3 separate regions of the Pan troglodytes genome follow, and all the other regions are linked to region 2. Evidence: chromatin contacts called from public HiChIP or PLAC-seq data. All regions are on one chromosome and are shown on one strand. The core of a region is the stretch at or near the end of the contact, and the rest is flanking DNA. Distances in the headings are between cores, read along the strand shown. Region 1 holds the start of FBXO10 (F-box protein 10). Region 2 holds the start of SLC25A51 (solute carrier family 25 member 51). Region 3 holds the start of POLR1E (RNA polymerase I subunit E).

The links. HiChIP or PLAC-seq counts read pairs in DNA pulled down with a chosen protein or histone mark.
Region 1: a contact with region 2 is called in an H3K4me3 HiChIP or PLAC-seq map of stem cell-derived excitatory neurons, with 11 times the contacts expected there. The contact joins the promoter of FBXO10 here to the promoter of SLC25A51 in region 2. A contact is called at or near these places in 1 of 7 Hi-C or Micro-C datasets (stem cell-derived neural progenitor cells) and 1 of 1 datasets of contacts at active chromatin or transcription factors (stem cell-derived excitatory neurons).
Region 3: a contact with region 2 is called in an H3K4me3 HiChIP or PLAC-seq map of stem cell-derived excitatory neurons, with 5 times the contacts expected there. The contact joins the promoter of POLR1E here to the promoter of SLC25A51 in region 2. A contact is called at or near these places in 1 of 7 Hi-C or Micro-C datasets (stem cell-derived neural progenitor cells) and 1 of 1 datasets of contacts at active chromatin or transcription factors (stem cell-derived excitatory neurons).

The regions. Positions count from the first base shown.
Region 1 is chr11:78,405,632-78,409,307 of NHGRI_mPanTro3-v2.0_pri, reverse strand. It overlaps FBXO10 (F-box protein 10), which reads right to left and starts at 2,377. Exons shown (of 10, transcript XM_016960890.4): 1 at 871-2,377. The coding sequence starts at 1,287.
Region 2 is chr11:78,074,504-78,078,074 of NHGRI_mPanTro3-v2.0_pri, reverse strand. It overlaps SLC25A51 (solute carrier family 25 member 51), which reads right to left and starts at 1,373. Exons shown (of 3, transcript XM_063788553.1): 1 at 549-1,373.
Region 3 is chr11:78,496,619-78,500,083 of NHGRI_mPanTro3-v2.0_pri, reverse strand. POLR1E (RNA polymerase I subunit E) reads left to right here and starts at 1,749. Exons shown (of 12, transcript NM_001279994.1): 1 at 1,749-1,924; 2 at 2,492-2,595. The coding sequence starts at 1,849.

The sequences.
Region 1 (3,676 bases), core at 1,128-3,627, 330 kb before region 2:
TTTCAGGACTAAAAATATAGAAACAAATGTGATTATTCTGCTGAAAAAACCCTTCACGTGGGGCAATCTCTAGCTTACTAATAATGCTTATATTAACAGCATTATCTACTGAGGCTTTTGTGCCAGACACTGTGTGCTAAACCCTTTACAATTAATCCTCCCAGCAACCCATGAGCTTATTACCTCCTTTTCACAGATGAGGAATCAATCTGGCTGAAGGTCACAAAGCCAGTAAGTGGCAGAACTGTGATCTGAACCAGAGCTAACTGACTCCAGAGTTCTGGCTCCTCAAATGACTTTCCCCTCTGTTCTTCACTGTAGTCCTAAGAGCGAGGCAGGACAGGGGTTATCACTTTTTGTTTAAAGATGAAAAAACCGTCTGAGAGGCTTGAGATTTGCATAAAATACACAGTGGGTGCCCAGCCCCATATTTGCCCCTTGAGATTTGCATAAAATACAGTGGGTGCCCAGCCCCATATTTGCCGCTGCGTTCCTAGGTGAAGGCTCTTCCCATCCCAAGAGTCAGCTTCTTCTTCTTCGACTTTACTTACACACTCGAAAAATCTCAGGGCTGGAGGCACCGCGGAGATTCATGCTCCGCGTCCGGTAGTTTTACGGGAGGGTAAACCAAGGCACAGCTCTCCGTCGGCGCGCCTGAGCCTCCGGATGCCGGGAGACCGCGGAGCCGCGGGCGGCCTGAGGGTACGCCTCATGGTCCTGCCAGACCCCTGATGCCCGAAGCCCGACCAGACGCTCAGCCTCGGCCAGGACTGAGCGGCGCCTCCTGGGTCGGTCGCCTGGGGAAGCGCCCCGGGTCCCCTCCCCCGGCCGCCCAAGTTCGCCCGCAGCCTCTGCGCACCGGCCGCTTACCTCACAGGGCGCTCGCCCACCGCGGAGTCCGGGCCGCGGCCGCCGGTGCCCTGGAAGCCACCCGCCGCCCCCGCTGGAGCCGCAGCAGTCGGTAGGATTGCGGCGTGCGGCCAGCCCCGCCCGGGGGCGGACAGCTGCCTGGGGATCGTGCGGAGCCGCCGCCGTCATGTGACGCGCAAGGCGGCGAAGGATGCCGGGAGCAGCTGGCTGGCCGGGGCTGGGCTTCCCGACCACCGCGCAGAAAAGCTGTATCTGCAGGAGGGGCACCGGGAGGCGGGAGGAAGGCAGACGAGGAGGGGGCGCGTGGGGCTTCGGGTACTGCAAAGGCGAGCTTGCGGAAGGACGATTCAGGCTCGTGTTGCGTGGCCCCAGAAGGGGCAGAAATAGAACCAGTGGGTGGAAACTGCAGGGAGGCATGCTAAGGCCAATACAGTGTAAATAAGATTCCTGCGAGCACCAGTTATCTAACAGTATAAGGAGCAGTTTCCTGGGGTGCTAGGCACCCTGTAGATGAGCATGTAGGGTCTGGGTTCATTCACTGAACAAACTGACCATTGGCTACCTGCCAGACAATGTACTAGGAGTACATATTAAATTAGTTGTATGTATGGCGCTTAGCATAATGCCTGCCACAAAGTAAATGCTGTATGTTTGTTGCTGCTGGTGCCGTTACTATTATGGGCACAAAAGTGAACAAAGCAGATATGGTTCCTCTTCTCCTGAAGTTAATTCTGTAGTGGAGAAGGTAGACGGTAATCAAGTGTCATTTAAGCCAATATGTGTTTAAAATTGTAGAAAATGCACGGAAGGAGCTGTAATTTAAAAATAGGGGCCAGGTGTTCATGCCTGTAATCCCAGCGCTTTTGGAGGCCGAGGCTGGAGGAAAGATCACTTGAGCTCAGGAGTTCGAGGTTAACAGTGAGCCATGATTGTGCCACTGCACTCCAGCCTGGGTGACAGGGCGAGACTCTTGTTTCAAAAATAAAACTAAATAAATTAGGGACCAAGGAAGGGTAGTCAAGGAAGACCTCTCAGAGTAAGATAAAGAGTTAGCCAAATGGAAGAGGGGCAGGGTAAGCCCTGTGAAAACTCTTGGACCAGGTGGGTTGGGTTGGAGGAGAAAAGATCGCTCTTTGTGGAAATGGAAAACGTCTAGCTTGTCTGAAGCTTTTTAACGGGAAGAACAGTATAAGTGAGGTCAGAAAGGTAGGTAGGGGCCAGATCATGCAGCACTTAATAGGCCATGATAAGGATTTTAAAATTGTACGTAACAGGAAGCCATCGAAGGGGTGGAGGATTTGATACCTTTTAAAGCAGTATGTCAGCTACTATGTGAAGACAGGAGTTAAGAGTGGAAGCAGAGATTGGTAGCTTAACCTATTAACTGGGCCCATGGAGGTGCTATTTATCGAAATGGGAACTATTGTAAGGGGAATATATTTGGAAGCGGGGGGAGATCAAGAACTCCCATTTGAACTTGTTAAATTTGACACTGCCAGTTAGAATGACTATTAACAAAAAGACCAAAAAATAACAAATGCTGGTGAGGACATGGAGAAAAGGGAACTCTCATACACTGAATTATACAGCCAGTATAGAAAAATGCATGGAGGTTTCTCAAAAAAGTAAAACTAGAACTGCCATATGATCCAGCAGTCCCACTGCTGGATATTTATCCAGGAATGGAAATCAGTATGTCAAAGGTATGCCTGGATCCCCATGTTTATTGCAGCACTATTCGCAATAGCCAAGATATGGAAGCAACCTAAGTCTTCATCAACAGATGAATGGATAAAAAGAATGTGGCATATATACACAACAGAATACTATTCAGCCTGTCATTTGCAGCAACACAGATGGAACTGGAGGTCATTATGTAAAGTGAAATAAGCCACGCATAGAAAGACAAATATCGCATGTTCTCACTCATACGTGGGAGCTAAAAAGTTGATCTCATGCAGTTGGCAAGTAGAATGACAGTTACCAGAGGCTGGGAGGGGAAGGGGATAGAGAGAGGTTGGTTAATGGGTACAAACATGGATAGAAGGAATAAATTTTAGTGTTCGATAGCACAGTAGGGTGACTGTAGTTAACAATAATTTATTGTATATTTCAAAATAGCTAGATTTAAATGCTCCCAATACAAATAAATGATAAATTTTTGAGATGGATATCCTAAATACCCTGATTTGATCATTACGTATTGTATGCATGAGTCAAATATCACATGTACCCCATAAATATGTACAATTATCTATCAATTAAAAATAATTAATTTTGAGATGCCTGTGTGTCATCCAAGTAGAGTGATTAAAAAAGCAATTCACGGCTGGGCGTGGTGGCTCACGCCTGTAATCCCAGCACTTTGGGAGGTCGAACGGACGAATCACGAGATCAGGAGTTTGAGACCAGACTGACCAACATGGTGAAACGCCGTCTCTATTAAAAACACAAAAATTGGCTGGGTGTGGTGGCGCGTGCCTGTAATTCCAGCTATCAGGAGGCTGAGGCAGGAGAATCGCTTGAACCTGGGAGGTGGTGGTTGCAGTGAGCAGAGATCGTGCGCCACTGCACTCCAGCCTGAGTGGCAGAGTGAGACTGTGTCTCAAAAAAAAAAAAAAAAAGCAGTTCACTTGTAATCCCAGCTACTCAGGAGGCTGAGGCAGGAGGATCGTTTGAACCCAGGAGTTTGAGACCAACCTGGGCAACGAAGCAAGACCCTGTCTCTAAAAAAGAAAAGGAGTTGGATACAGACCTCCGGAATTTATGAGAGAATATCAGCTATAGAAACATAATTTACCAAGAA
Region 2 (3,571 bases), core at 124-2,623:
TACGACACTAGCTTGCCAATATAAAGACAAAGCAATATCTGATTTTAAAATCCACTGATCTGAGTTTGCTTTCATTTACCAAACGAGAGATCAGATGAGTCAACTCCTAGCTTGTTTTCCCCTGAGATGCGCTAAGGGTGATTCCAGTTCCAAAGCGGAAACCTGTGCTCTAAACCACTATGGGACCTCAAGAGTCCTAGCACCTTTTGATCCTATGGAATCCTTTCAAAGCACGGGCAGAGGCGGCTCAAAATGGCAAGGTCACTATACATTTCAAGGGCTTCTGTTTCAGAGATTACAAGTAGAGAGAAACAGAAGGTGGGAATTCAGATCAGCTAGGTAGAGCTGTGAGGTGCAAAACAAAGGTTTTGCAGAAAGTTGAGGTGCTGACATACTCCATCTAGCTAAACTGAACACCAGATAACGGATGGAGACTAACACCACCAACACCATCGTCCCCGAAAATCCTTGTACAAGTGAGCTTCCTACAACGCGATGCAATATGCTGTCGCAGAACAAGCACTGCCAGGCTATGTAGCTGAACTCACCGTTCTCCAGGCGTCCATTTCCCCAACCTGTGAAAGGCGGGGAGGGGGTTGGACAAGATCACTAAGTCCTCTTCCGTCTCTGACACTTCACAGTCAGGGGTCCCGAGGTGAGGCCGAAATCCCAGTCTCCCGGGACGCAGAGGCCCTTGCGCGGTGCCATCCCCGCTGTCCCCCGGGCGCAGGCAGCTCCCGGCTCCTCCCCGCCCCTGCGGTTCCTGTACACCAGGGAGGTGCCTCCCCAGCCCAGGGCGCGCCCGAATGAAGGGACAGCGCCTTCGCGGGAAAGGTCGCCCAGCAGCCGGACAAACACCCGCGGCAGGCGGGGGAGCCGGGAGCCGAGGAGGCTCAGAACTGATTCCGCCCGCGCCGCCTGGGTGGGGCCCGCAGGGGCCGGGCCAGGGCAGCCGGAGCGCGCAGAAGACAGGGATGGGCCCCCAGGGCGGCAGCCTGCCCCAGCGGGCCCTTCAGCGCGTTTCCCCTCCCTCCAACCTCATGCGAAGAAAGCCCGGTGCTTCCCCACGCTCGTCCCACACTCACCCATCACCGCCGGCGTCCCGCAGGACGGCTAGCGAGCCGGGGCCGCGCAGGCGCAGACTGTGACCGACCCCGAGGTTGGGGCGCAGCGCCACGCGCTGGGCGCTGTTGGGGTCACGTGAGGGAGACACCGCCCCGCCCCGCCTCCCCTCCCTCGGTCCGCGGCCCGCCAGATGTCGCCAGCCTACTTCTCCTGGCCGCAGGCCGCCGCGGCGGGGCAGGTAGAGGGCCACGCCAGCACACCTGTCAGGATGCGGGCTCCGCTAGCCACCATGCTTCACCCTTGATGCCGTACGGTGGCCTCAGCGTGCCAGAAACAGCCAACGCGTTCTCTAGCGTGCTGCCTGCAGCGGGCGTCTGGGCATTGTCGGTTTTAGGGGCCTTGTCGGTTCTGCGGGGCGAGCGCCTTCGCGGAAAACTCCAAAGTACCCTCTGTGGAGCCTTGTTGAGTATCTTCAAACCTTCAGAGGGACCTTTTATCAGCGACCCATGCCGCAGTTTACAGAAGAACGCTTTGTGCGTGCTTTGGGACGTATGGATCACTTTTAAACTTTTTCCTTTGAAGCTCAGACAGCTTGCGGGGGGCTTGGGAGGAGCGCTGCCCGGGGAGTTAGAAGGCTTGGGTCAAAGTCATAGCCCTCATACTTCTTGAGAGTGACCTTGGACGAGTCGCTGGACCCTGAGCCCCAAATCTCCGTCTGAAAAGTAACCCGTGCCTTGTATGCGTCCTCGGGCTGTTGCAGTAGTCTTTGGAAATGATGGTTCTGACTCTGAGTTGGAAACTGGAACGCACACAACAGATGGGAGGCGTTGAAGGAAACAGAAAGGTCGGCCTGAGGGGAGAGGCATTTCAGGAGGCTTGCGGATGTGTGAAGTGTGTGCACTGTGCTTGGGGCGAGCCCAAGCAGTAACCCCACCCGAGTGAAGCGTTCTTGGGGGGATCGGCTCCGGGTGGGCGACGTTCCCCGCGTGCCCCCTTCCCCCGAGAGCACTTTGTAGACACTGACTCCAAAAGCGGGTCTGGTCTCTGCCCAGCCCCACTTTGGCTGGCGTGCTTAGGTGCCTCTCAGGAAGCTGGAGACCACCCTCCCCCATTCCAGTAAACGCTCCATTGAGGAACCTACTGCGTGCCAGGTCCTGGGGAGCTTAGCGTCTGATGAAGGATACAACAACAAAAGACTGGAAATTCAGAAGCATGAGGGGACCTCCCCCCTCGAGGGAGAACCAGAGATGGCTTCACAGAGTAGACGTTTGAACTGGGCCTTGGAGGATGGATGAGTGGAATTTGGCCCAGTGGAGAAAGTCATAGCAGCAGGAGATAAGATTGTAAGGGTCAGGTGGTGGGGCTGGATAATGCGAATTTTGACTGTCAGACACAGACACCTGCCATCTAATTAGTATGCGAGGGATAAATTTTGGACTCCGCAGGATAAGGACAAGGCTACACAATGGCTTAGAACAGTTAATCGGGCAACAGTTGGAAAGGGCCTTTGCCTCAAAATTATGTTTGCCCTGTCTTGTGTGAATGCCTATTCAGATGCATTATTTGAAAAATAAATAAACCAGGCAGGCATCCAGGGTGTTCATAAGCATAAATAATTAATTTCAGATTAGAATGGAGAGGTTATTCTCCTGCGGTAAAACCTGAACAAGAAGGAAAAGACTGAAATTAAACACACAATTGGGGCACACCAGACTCAGAAAATCCCAGGCTAACGGGAAAACTGAGGTCTGGAGCTGAGCCCAGTCTGCTTCTTTTATGCTGCTGCAGGCCACAGCACAGTCCTCTGCCCCTCCAGCTCTTAGTTCCTTGTCAGAAACCCCCAGGCCCTTCATTGGCTCTTCTTGGGCATATGAATGTTGGGGATGAAAACCCTCTATTTTTGGATACCAGATCCATCTTAAAGTTAGCCCTTCATTTCTGTCCTCATCCACCCATTCCTGCATTCCATACCTCCAGCCACTAGGTCAGCTGCCAGATATCCTCCAACCCAGCTGTGATCATGTCATCCCCCAGCTTAAAAATCTCCAATGGTTCCCTCTTGGTTCCCCCAGTAAATCCAAACTCCTTAACTCGGTGCACGGGGCTGTCCTGTCCTGGCCCTTTTGCCAGTCTGTCCACCTCAACCCCAACTATATTCTGTGCTTTAGCCATATGCAGTCTCAGTGTTTTGCAAATCCTGTGTTCCTTAAGACTGTTTCCCCCTTTCACCACTGATACATGTTAGCCCTTCACCAAATAGCCCTTCAAGGTCCTTTTGCCTCCTCTCCCTCCTAGAAGCCTTCCCTGATCATCTCAGGCAAAATTGACTGTCCTTGCCCCTGCCTTCTATGGCCCAAAGTTTGGGGCGCTTCTGACATCCTGTCCTATGTTGTAGTCACTCATGACAGTTGGATCTTTCCCACCGCTAGCTCATGAGGGCAGAGCTGTCTGGCTTTTTCCTGGCTCTCCAACTCAGTGCTTGGCAAAAAGGGCGCCTAGGAGATAT
Region 3 (3,465 bases), core at 500-2,999, 420 kb before region 2:
ATTTTTGCTATAAAAACATGATTGGGCCAGCTGCAATGGCTCACGCCTGTAATCCCAGAACTTTGGGAGGCCAAGGTGGGAGGATCACTTGAGCCCAGGAGTCTGAGACCAGCCCTGGCAACACAGTGAGACCTAGTCTCTACAAAAAATTTTTTTAATTAAGAAAAAACAAAACAAAACTGAGTGTGGTGGCACACACTTGTATTCCCAGGTTGTGGTGAGAGGATCACTTGAGCCTGGAAGGTCAAGGCTGCAGTGAGCCCTGGTTGCAACACTGCACTCCAGCCTGGGTGACAGAGTGAGACCCTGTCTCAAAAAACAAACTAACAACAAACGTTGGGACAATGGGTGAACTTAAATGGGATGTGAGGATTACATGGTGGTAATGTACCAGTGCTAATTTCCTGATTCTTTTCTGTTTAATTTTTTTTTTTTTTTTTTGTCGCCCAGGCTAGAGTGCAGTGGCACCATCACAGCTCACTGCAGCCTCTGCCTCCTAGGCTCAAGCAATCCTCCCACCTCAGCCTCCCGAGTAGCTGGGACGACACACGTGCGCCACCACACATGGCTAATATTATTTTTTGTAGAGACAGGGTCTCGTTATGTTGCCCAGCCTGGTCTCAAACTCCTGGAATCAAGGGATAGAACTGCCTCTCCCTCCCAAAGTGCTGGGATTACAGGCGTGAACCACTGCGCCCGGCAATTTGCTGATTCTGATGGCTGTGTTGTTATTTAGGGAATGTCTGTAGGAAATACTATAGTCTTCAGGGTTGAAAGGGTATCAGGTTGACAACTTACTCTAAATGGTTCAGGGCAAAAACATTTCTTGCAGTGTTTCTTTACGTTTGAGATTGGGCAATTAGAAAAGCGTGACAAGTGCTCAGGCAAAGGGGCATGCAGGCTTTAGGGTTATTCCTAGGATCCTGGGTGTTGGAGGCGGGTGTTGAGGGTGTGTGGAAGGAAAAGAGTCTTGAAAGAAGGTGATTTGGAAGACAGAGGGGAGTCAACCGGAGTTCTTGCCCTTCAATAGTACGCATCTTTGGGCAAAGGGGGCCTCGGCCAGCCTCCATGCTTAAAGGCCCTGCTTTCGCCTTCTTTCTGCTCTGAAAACTCCCCGTGCAGAAGAAGGGTTGAATCCGCAGTGAAAAAGGGACATGTCCATCAGCTCGGACTCCCTCTTCTATTCCAGTCCAGAATCTCCTGCCCAAAGGCTCCGGGGTTGGCTGGGCTTCTGTTCCATCACCTCAGGGTTGATTGGGCCACAGGTGTGCACGCCACAGCCCATGGCGGGGAGCTGTTTGTCGGACTGTGGACAAAGTTTGTACCTAGAGCTGGATGTCCACGTGGGTGGGTGGGAAGCCCTAGAGAGGGGCGGCTCTTCGCCAGCGGCCACATTTAGTTGGGGCTCAAGCAGTTCCTGTCAGATAATTCTAAATTTGAACTTGGTCCTTCAGCTCTTGGGAAGATGAGTTTGTCACGGTAGGAGAGACAGACGACACTCTCTCTAGAAGGTGCTGAGCCGGAAGAAGGCTCATAGCAAGCTTAGGCTGAAGCCGTAGGACCCTTTGGCGCCTCGGGCTCTGGACCTACAAAACCCAGAGTGCACGCGAGCGCTGAGCCAATCAGGTGCTGCGCCTCGGCCAGTCAAGCGGGTGTGCGGCACCTTGTGGGCGGAGACCACGCCTCTCTACGCGGGGGGCGGGGACACGCGGCTCGCGCGCTGTGGGCGGTGCCCGGCGGGGCCACGCCTTTTCCGGCCCGCAGCGCGGCCTGGGCTCCCGCGTGTTTAAAAGTGCGCTTGTGGCTGCTGCTGTCTTAACTCCTGTGCTTGGCGGACAGACAGGCGAGATGGCGGCGGAGGTGTTGCCGAGTGCGAGGTGGCAGTATTGTGGGGCGCCCGACGGGAGCCAGAGAGCTGTACTGGGTAAAGACTGCGGAGCTGGAGCAGTGCTCCTCTAACCCTCTCCCCTTCCGTCTCGGTACCTCAGCTGTCCTCTCGCCCTCCGTTGGGCTTCTCCCCAGCGGGGCCGGGACCCCTCTAGTCTCCACCACTCCCCTGGGCTCTGTCAGGGCTCCCCTGTCCGTCTTTCTGTCACTACCTCCCAGCCAGATTGGGACATCCCACTCACCCGCTCCCCAGGGCTGTGTCCAGGACCCTGCTGACCCCCTCACCCACCAGGTCTGCCACCTCCCCCATTTCCCTCTCTTCACTGGGCAGGGGTTCCTTCTGTCACTTTAGGTATGTACCAGGCCTCTGCTGTCAGCCTCCTTCCGCGAGACATTCCCTCCTGTCACAGCCCCTCCCCAGGGTTCTCCCACCTCCCTACCTCCTCTTCTCAGCTGGCCCCGGATCTCCTCCAGTTCCCTTTGGGTCACGACCCGAGCTTCCTTGCCATCCCCATTCTGACACTCCCTCCCAGTGACAGTCTAGTCCCACCGTACATTGTGTGGCCTTCTGCTCTCATCTCATTCTTGGGCTGCACTCTTACAGTCCAGTTCTCCAACGGGAAGCTACAGAGTCCAGGCAACATGCGCTTTACCTTGTATGAGAACAAAGATTCCACCAACCCCAGGAAGAGGAATCAACGGATCCTGGTAAGTGAAGCAGTTGCCAGCTGTCTCCACTCTGCAGGGCTCAGAGGCCCCTGGGAGTGGGTGGATGTGGGAGGGAGTGAGGGGAGAAAAAGGGGAGTAGTAGCAAATGGACCTTTGAAGAACTCTGATGCCCAGCAGCTTGGGATGTGGGGACAGGCTCCATCTTTCATTCATTTGTTCTTTCAACAAGCATTTATGGAACCTGCCCCTCTGCATCCCTGTGTTGCAAGCTTCTAGGAAAACAGCCAAATCAGGCCTAGCCCCACTCAGAGTTCATACTCTAGAGCACGGTTTCTCAACCTCAGGACTATTGACTTTTTGGGCCAATAATTCTTTGCTGTGGGGGTAGCATCCCTAGTCTCTACTCATTAGATGCCAGTAGCACCAGAGTGGATTTCCCTGGATTGAGAACCTCTGCTCTAGAGAGATGAGAACTGGCTGTGAGGGACACTTTTACACAAAGCTCTGAGGCCACGTGGGGAAGAGTACAGGGCAGAGTGAGCTCAGTGGGAGGAGAGGTCTCTGCCAGAATGCCTTCCTTGGTGAGGTCATGTTGGAGCTGAGCCTTGAAGGCTGGAATGAGGGTTTGGCAGTCAACGTTTGGTGTTTCGAGTGAAAAGGATAGTGAGGACAAATGCAGAGAAGCAGGAAAGCTTGCTTATGATTGGGGAGTGAATCAGCCATGGTCCTGAGAGTATACAAAGAACAGGCCAAAGAGAGATTGCTTACAGAATCACTTTGTTGCATACCTTTAAGTGCCAGAAGCCCAGGGCCTCTCTCTCAAGTCTTGTGGCAGAATTCCCCCAAGAGCTTTTCATACCATTTAGAAGCTAGCACCATCTGAGGCTTCTCTTCCAGAAGTTGTCTTGC